Linked DNA regions of Sus scrofa: region 2 is linked to region 1. A link is a contact called in public Hi-C data. All regions are on one chromosome and are shown on one strand. The core of a region is the stretch at or near the end of the contact, and the rest is flanking DNA. Distances in the headings are between cores, read along the strand shown. Region 1 holds the start of ALDH3A2 (fatty aldehyde dehydrogenase). Region 2 overlaps LOC110256117 (multidrug and toxin extrusion protein 1-like).

Region 1 (3,217 bases), core at 493-2,992:
CCACGTGGGTGCACGTGGGGAGAGCTGCTGTCCTCTGCTGCCTTCTGACTCCTGCTCCTCCTGCCCCCTGGGGAGAGCTGTTCACACCCTCTGGGGTCTGCAGGACAGACTGCAAACGGGCCTGTGCAAGACGGAGCAGGAGAAGCAAGGAACCCAGCAGGATGCCATACAACCTGCAGGTGAAAAGGATGATGGCTTCCACTAGGGCACAAGGGCTTCGATGCCATACGTTTTCAAAGCTAGGGCCACAGAGAAGCATCCAGCATGATTCCAAGGAGGGCGGCCTTAGTAAACGGGATAAAGCCTGGCACCGTTTACCGAGCCTAGCAACACTGGGGGAGGTGTGCGAATATGTTTGGTGGATACGGATACACCCCACGTTCAAAGATGCCCATGACAACTTTCAGGATGAGTGGCACGTGGCTGAGCACAGCTGCTGGAGCTCCAAGGGTGGGACTGGGGAGCTCCCTTCCTGGCACAGCGGAAACGAATCCGACTAGGAACCATGAGGTTGCAGGTTTGATCCCGTGGGTTAAGGATCCTGCGTTGTTGTGGCTGTGATGCAGGCCCACAGCTGTAGCTCCGATTCGAGCCCTGGCCGGGGTTGTTCCATATCCTGCAGGTGTGGCCCTAAAAAGCAAAAAAAAGGGGGGAGGGCGGGGGCGGGAGTGGAGATGGGTTGTGAAACCCTCTCTGACTGCCACCCATGGGAATAGATAAGGTTCTGACTGTGGAAAGAGAAGAGGCCCAAGGACTGGACCGCAGGGCACTGAACACTTAACGTCTGTGAGAGGAGGAAGGTCGAGCACAGAAAAACCCAGGGAGAGAAATGGAAACGCGAAGCGCACAGGTGTTGGCGCTCCAGCCGGTGTCTCCAGCGAATGGAAATGACCAGCTGGGCGACTGCGCTGAGAAGAGGAACCAAAGAACAGCGGATAGTAAGGCCAGAAGAGTTTTTTCCTGGCCAAACCCAGGACTACACCCAGGGGCCCCGTCTCCCCCACGGAGGGAAGCGCTCTGGAGAAGCACGGTTTCCAGCAGTTTTATCTCTTCCGGACAAAGAATATGCCCCAACCACGACGGGATACATTCCTTGAAGGTTTCAAGAGAAGCACAGGAGCGAGCACGCAGCGAGTCAGCAAGACGCCGGCGTCTGGGAAGGGAGCCCCAGCTCTGAAGGAGCACCAGCCCTGGCGTCCCAGGCAGGGGCCCTCCTACCCGTCTGGACACCGCATTCGTTCCCGGAGAGAGTAAAGCAGATGCACAGGGCACGACAAACAGACCACGGGCAGACGAAGTGCACGGCAGCCCCGGTACAGGCCAGAAAGGGTCCTCCAACCCGCACAGGTGAAGCGCAGAGAGCGACCGGAGCTGCGCGGATGTGGCAGGGGGGCAGCACGACAGGGTCCGAGAAGCAGCCCCTTCCTGGAGGAGCTGCGCCCACGGAAGGGGCCTGCGGGACCCTTTAAGGAGGGCTCCGGGCGGCTGGGGCGAGCACTCACCTGGGCGGGATCCTGCAGACGTCCGCAGCGGGGTCCAGGCGGCTCCGGCGGAGGAGGGGCTGTCGGGCGGCCCAAGGGCAGCCCCGCAGGCTTCGAAGCCGGTGGGCCCCGCGCCTGCCCATGCCCCTCGCCCCCGGGGCCACGCTACCCCGCAGCCCGCATCCCAACCCCACCCGCCGCCCCCGCCGTCCGAGTCCTGGGGGCGGAGCTGCGCGCGGCGTCCGGCCTGCGGCGGTCACGTGGGCCGCGCCAGCCAATAGGCGCACGCCTCGGTGTCGAACCCGGCCTGCGGGGCGCGGGTCGAGCAGTTGGTGGCGGCGGAGCGAGCGCGCTCGGGACCGAGGTGCGGCCGGGGTGGCAGGGGCCGGGATGGCGGGGGTCCGGAAGGCAGGGTGGGAAGCCGGGAGATGGGGGAGGCGCCGCCGGCCTCCCGGTGTCCGGGCGGCCCGCCACGGCGCCCGATCGCCCTGTCCCTGCAGGACCGGCCATGGAGCGCGAAGTCCAGCGATTGCGCGCCGCGTTCCAGACGGGCCGATCGCGCCCTCTGGCCTTCCGGCTGCAGCAGCTCCAGGCCCTGCGCAGGATGGTGCAGGAGCGCGAGGAGGACCTGCTGGCGGCCATCGCCGCGGATCTGAGCAAGGTGCGCCCCGCCGGGCCGTGGCTTCCCGCGGCCCCCCTTCTGCGCTGCCCTACACGTTCCTGCCCTTTCCCCTCCGTGTTTGCGGTCGTTCCCCCCGAACATCCTGTGTCAGCTTCGTTTCTTTCAGACCTCTGATTCCGAGGCTTTTCTTGTCTTTTAACTTTGTGGTTTTTATGTAGACACGGGGTTTTTGCTTGTCGTACTCAGATTTTTCCTCCATGACTTAGTGTTTCAGACCCTCGCCCCCCCGGCGAGTCACCTGGGGACCTTGTTAAAATGCAAATGACGCTTCGGTTGGTCTGGGAGGCGGGTCAGAGTTTCTAACAAGGTCCCAGATGAGACGGTGCTGCCTGTTTGGGAACCATGCTTTGAGCAACACGGCTTTGGGTGGCCTTTGGGATACACACACTTTCCCTGTGTTTCATAATAATCTCGTTAGCATTTTGTTTTTACTTTTTATTTTCATTCTAGGGGTAACAGGGCCTTGCTCTGGCTTTGTGAGCTCCGTTCTCACGCTGTTCTTTGTGAGAAACGGTTCTCACTTACTCCCAAAGATTACCTGGTAGGTGGTAACATCAGTTGTGACAACAGCGACTATAAAATTTCCTTTAGAGTACTTTTGGGGCAGAGGGCCTGGGACGCCTGTTAATCAAGGTGGATTAAGTACGATTCCAAAGTCTGAATCGTTCACTTTAAAAGCATTTGTGAGTGTGTGTGTGTGTAAATATGCAGGATTGCTAAAGAAGTATAAAGGGGAGTTCCCGTTGTGGCTCAGTGGAAAAGAATCCGACTAGGGACCATGAGGTTTCGGGTTTCATCCCTGGCCTCCCTCAGTGGGTTAGGCATCCGGCGTTGCCTTGACCTGTGGTGCAGCTTGCAAATGCAGCTCCGATCTGGCATGGCTGTGGCTGTGACACAGGCCGGCAGCTACAGCTCCGACTGGACCTGTAGCCTGGGAACCCCCATATGCTGCGGGTGCGGCCCTAAAAAAAAAAAAAAAAAAGAATATACTAAACTCTTTGCTCTTCAGGGTTTTAAATTCGGTTGGGAAACAAAATGTACACAAATATGCAGT
Region 2 (3,217 bases), core at 262-2,761, 120 kb before region 1:
GACAGGTTGGTTTCCTGGGCTGGTTACTGCAGAGTGTGGGTTGGGTTCTATTTTATTTGATTTATTTTTATTTTTGCTTTTTAGGGCCACACCTGCAGCAGATGGAGGTTCCCAGGCTAGGGGTTGAATTGGAGCTGTAGTTGCTGGCCTGTCCCACAGCCACAGCAACACCAGATCCCAGCCACCTCTGTGACCTACACAACTGCAGGCAAAGTTGGATCCTTAACCCACCGAGTGAGGCCGGGGATAGAACTCGCATCTTCATGGATACTAGTCGGGTTCATTGCCTCTGAGCCATGCCGGGAACTCCTAGGTCTGTTTACATTGGTCTGACTGTCATCCATATGTATATTCAGTCTCTCAAAGGGTGTGAATTCCCCAGCTGCCTCCCTACATCAATGAAACTGCAGCCTGGACAAGGGTTCACAGTTCCTGACAAGTGACTCCATCCCTGGGCCTTCTGTCCCCAAGTGCTGGGGCCATGCCTCCCCCAGGTCTGCAGGCTCCAGGGTGGCAAAGCCCAGGGCACTGTACCTTCCAGGACCTGGGGCAGGATCTGTGTGCTGAGGCTGATGCTGCTGCAGGGCCAGGACTCTCAAGAGGACACAGGCTGCATCCTGCTCCTTGGCCGCAGGGAGGTGCCGTGAGCTTGGGCATCAGAACCTGCCTCCCAGTAGGCTGAGTTCAAGTCACCAAGCTGAGAGAGTTCAGCAGCCTGTGTTTTTTTTTCTCTCTCTCTCTTTTCTTTTTTTGTCTTCTTGGCTTGTGGAGTCCCTGGGCCAGGGATCAGATCTGAGCCACAGCTGCTTAACCCACTGTGTTGGGCCGGGGATCGAACTTGCATCCCAGCGCTCAGAGGCACCACGGATCCCCTTGCACCACTCCTCCTTCTGTAAAGAATAACGGCCAGGAGTTCCCATCGTGGCTCAGTGGTTAAGGAACCATGAGGTTGCGGGTTCAATCCCTGGCCTCGATCAGTGGGCGAAGGACCCGGCATTGCTGCGAGCTGTGGCGTGGTGTATGTCGCAGACCAGGCTCAGATCCTGCATGGCTGTAGCTGCGGTGTCGGCTGTGGCTCCAATTCGACCCCTAGTCTGGGAACCTCCCTGTGCCATGGGCGCGGCCCTAAAAAGACAAAAAAAAAAAAAAGAAAAGATCAGTGTCTCCACCTGGAGTGGGAGGGCCTGGATCTTCACGTACCTCCGAATAAAAGAACTGAGTGAGTGAGTTTGCCGAGAGTGCTTCAAACGGGGCCTGGCTCTGTGGTTCGTATACCTTCCTAACGTCGGTACTATTTCCAAGGCTAGAAACCCCTGTTAGATGAATGAGTAAGAGCAGACGGCCGCCTCTCTGACCCTGGGGACGGGTCCTTCAAATCCCTGACCTGTTCCTGCTCCTGGGCAGCCGCGGGCATCCTGGCTCCGGCGAGGCGCGCAGGCGGGGATCCGGACCGCCCTGGGGACCAGAACCAAGAGGCCGCAGAAACGCAGCTCGCCAGCAGAGGGCGCCAGAGGCAAAGCCAACAAAAGCGGGACCGCGAATTCGGAACCTCTGGTCCCTTTAAGGTGAGACGTGCGTGCTGAGCCTTTTTGTCTGAGCGCCTTTCAAAGGATTTCCGGAAAACGGCGTACCCCTCGCATGTTGTCCAGTGGTCATCTAACCCCTTATGTAAGCGTGGCGAGGGCTGGCATGACGGAAATAGTAACATGTTAAAATGAAACGGTTACATCATTGTTTTAAATATAAACTGCAAGGTATAAACGCCACCCTGAGTTGATCTTAGGAGGGATTTAAAAGTACAAGAACGAGCTTTTCTTTAATAGATGTTTTGCATGTCTCCTTTTTCTCTTTATAGTTCCATTCCCTCCCCCCATGCATTTATGATAACATATTTTTAGGCTGAAAATCTTTATTTACATACACTCTGCCATAGGTCTCGCCACAAAGACACAAATACAGGCTGTAAAACATTAGTACAAATGTCTCATTTCCTGAGATCTCAGAGGCCTGAAGTGTTGATGTTTCTGTGCGATTGATGTTACTAATAATTAGTGTAATTATGAATAACCAGTGAATTAATATCATTAATATTAGCACAGCGCTGATACGAACTAGACAAATATACTGAGTTTTGATCCAGTAATTTGAAATGTCCTCTTGGCACTTCAGAAATCTTCACAGAAAGAATTTACATTTTTAGTAAGCCATGTAAACACAGTTTGAATGTGGGGAAATTAAAATATTTGAAAACCAATAAATAATAAATAAATTAATTAAACATTTGAAAACCACCTAATTGTTTTTATTAAAGTTTAGTGGATTTAGTGTTGCGTTAATGTCTGCTGTGTAGCAAAGTCATTCCAGTACAAATATATTCTTTTTAGTATTTTTTTTTTCATTATGGTTTATCCCAGGGTATGGAGTATAGTCCCCTGTGCTATATGGCTTCACATTAGGACCTTGTTATTCCTAATTGTTTTTGTTTTTGTTTGCTTTTTAGGGCTGCACCGGAGGCATCTGGAGGTTCCCAGGCTAGGGGTCGAATTAGAGCCGCAGCTGCCGGCCTCCACCACAGCCACAGCCATGCAGGATCTGAGCCGGGTCTGCAACCTACCCCACAGTTCAGGGCAACGCCGGATCCTTAACCCACTGAGGGAGGCCAGGGATTGAACCCGCAATCTCATGGTTTCTAGTCGGAGTCGTTTCTGCTGTGCCACCATGGGAACTCCCCTAATTGTTTTTTAATTTTGAAAAACAGTGATGGTTGGGAATTGAATGCAGGTTGAATCCCTGCTTTTTGAAGGTGCTATGGGATGCGTGGTCTTAGACGCTTTGAAGTGGCATGAAACGTGTGTCCTGATGTTAGGTATATTTCCGTTCAAATCCTGGTTGGATTGTGTTGCTTCTGTACAGGCTTCAGTTTTCTTATCTGTGAATGATAATTAGAGGGAATAACAGTGCCTGCCTGTGTTCCTCCCTCTTTCTTTCCCTTTTTTCTTTCCTTCCTTCTTCTTTTCTTCCTTTCTTTCTTGGAACCAAATGGGATAATTTGTTGTAGGGGCTGGCACTGGAGATGGCCTCTGATGGGGGTTAGTCTCGTGGGGATGCTGGCCAGTGGACAGTGTTGTTTTTCTGCTTCGCTTGGTCTCAGGGCCATGCCCTGAGGACACCCTGGATACTGTATGGCCCGTATCCAGTGTGAACCCTGGAATCTTCC

What was found. A called contact is a pair of places that touch in the nucleus more often than the background predicts.
Region 2: a Hi-C map of skeletal muscle shows a contact between it and region 1, with 5 times the contacts expected there. The contact joins the enhancer-like site here to the promoter of ALDH3A2 in region 1. A contact is called at or near these places in 1 of 5 promoter capture datasets (liver), 11 of 47 Hi-C or Micro-C datasets (blood, embryonic fibroblasts, fetal heart ventricle and 4 more) and 2 of 2 datasets of contacts at active chromatin or transcription factors (alveolar macrophages and skeletal muscle).

The regions. Positions count from the first base shown.
Region 1 is chr12:59,952,202-59,955,418 of Sscrofa11.1, reverse strand. It overlaps ALDH3A2 (fatty aldehyde dehydrogenase), which reads left to right and starts at 1,742. Exons shown (of 11, transcript XR_002337385.1): 1 at 1,742-1,845; 2 at 1,982-2,142. It overlaps LOC110256118 (a long non-coding RNA gene), which reads right to left and starts at 1,627. Exons shown (of 3, transcript XR_002337387.1): 1 at 1,503-1,627.
Region 2 is chr12:60,067,500-60,070,716 of Sscrofa11.1, reverse strand. The region is part of intron 2 of LOC110256117 (multidrug and toxin extrusion protein 1-like); the gene reads left to right. Among named protein-coding and RNA genes, the nearest start is that of TRNAW-CCA, 4.9 kb to the left of the region's middle. Within about 2 kb of position 1,511, at least 5 of the 83 cell types and tissues checked have an H3K27ac peak or open chromatin away from gene starts, as enhancers often do. A contact at or near this core is called in skeletal muscle, where this site is marked.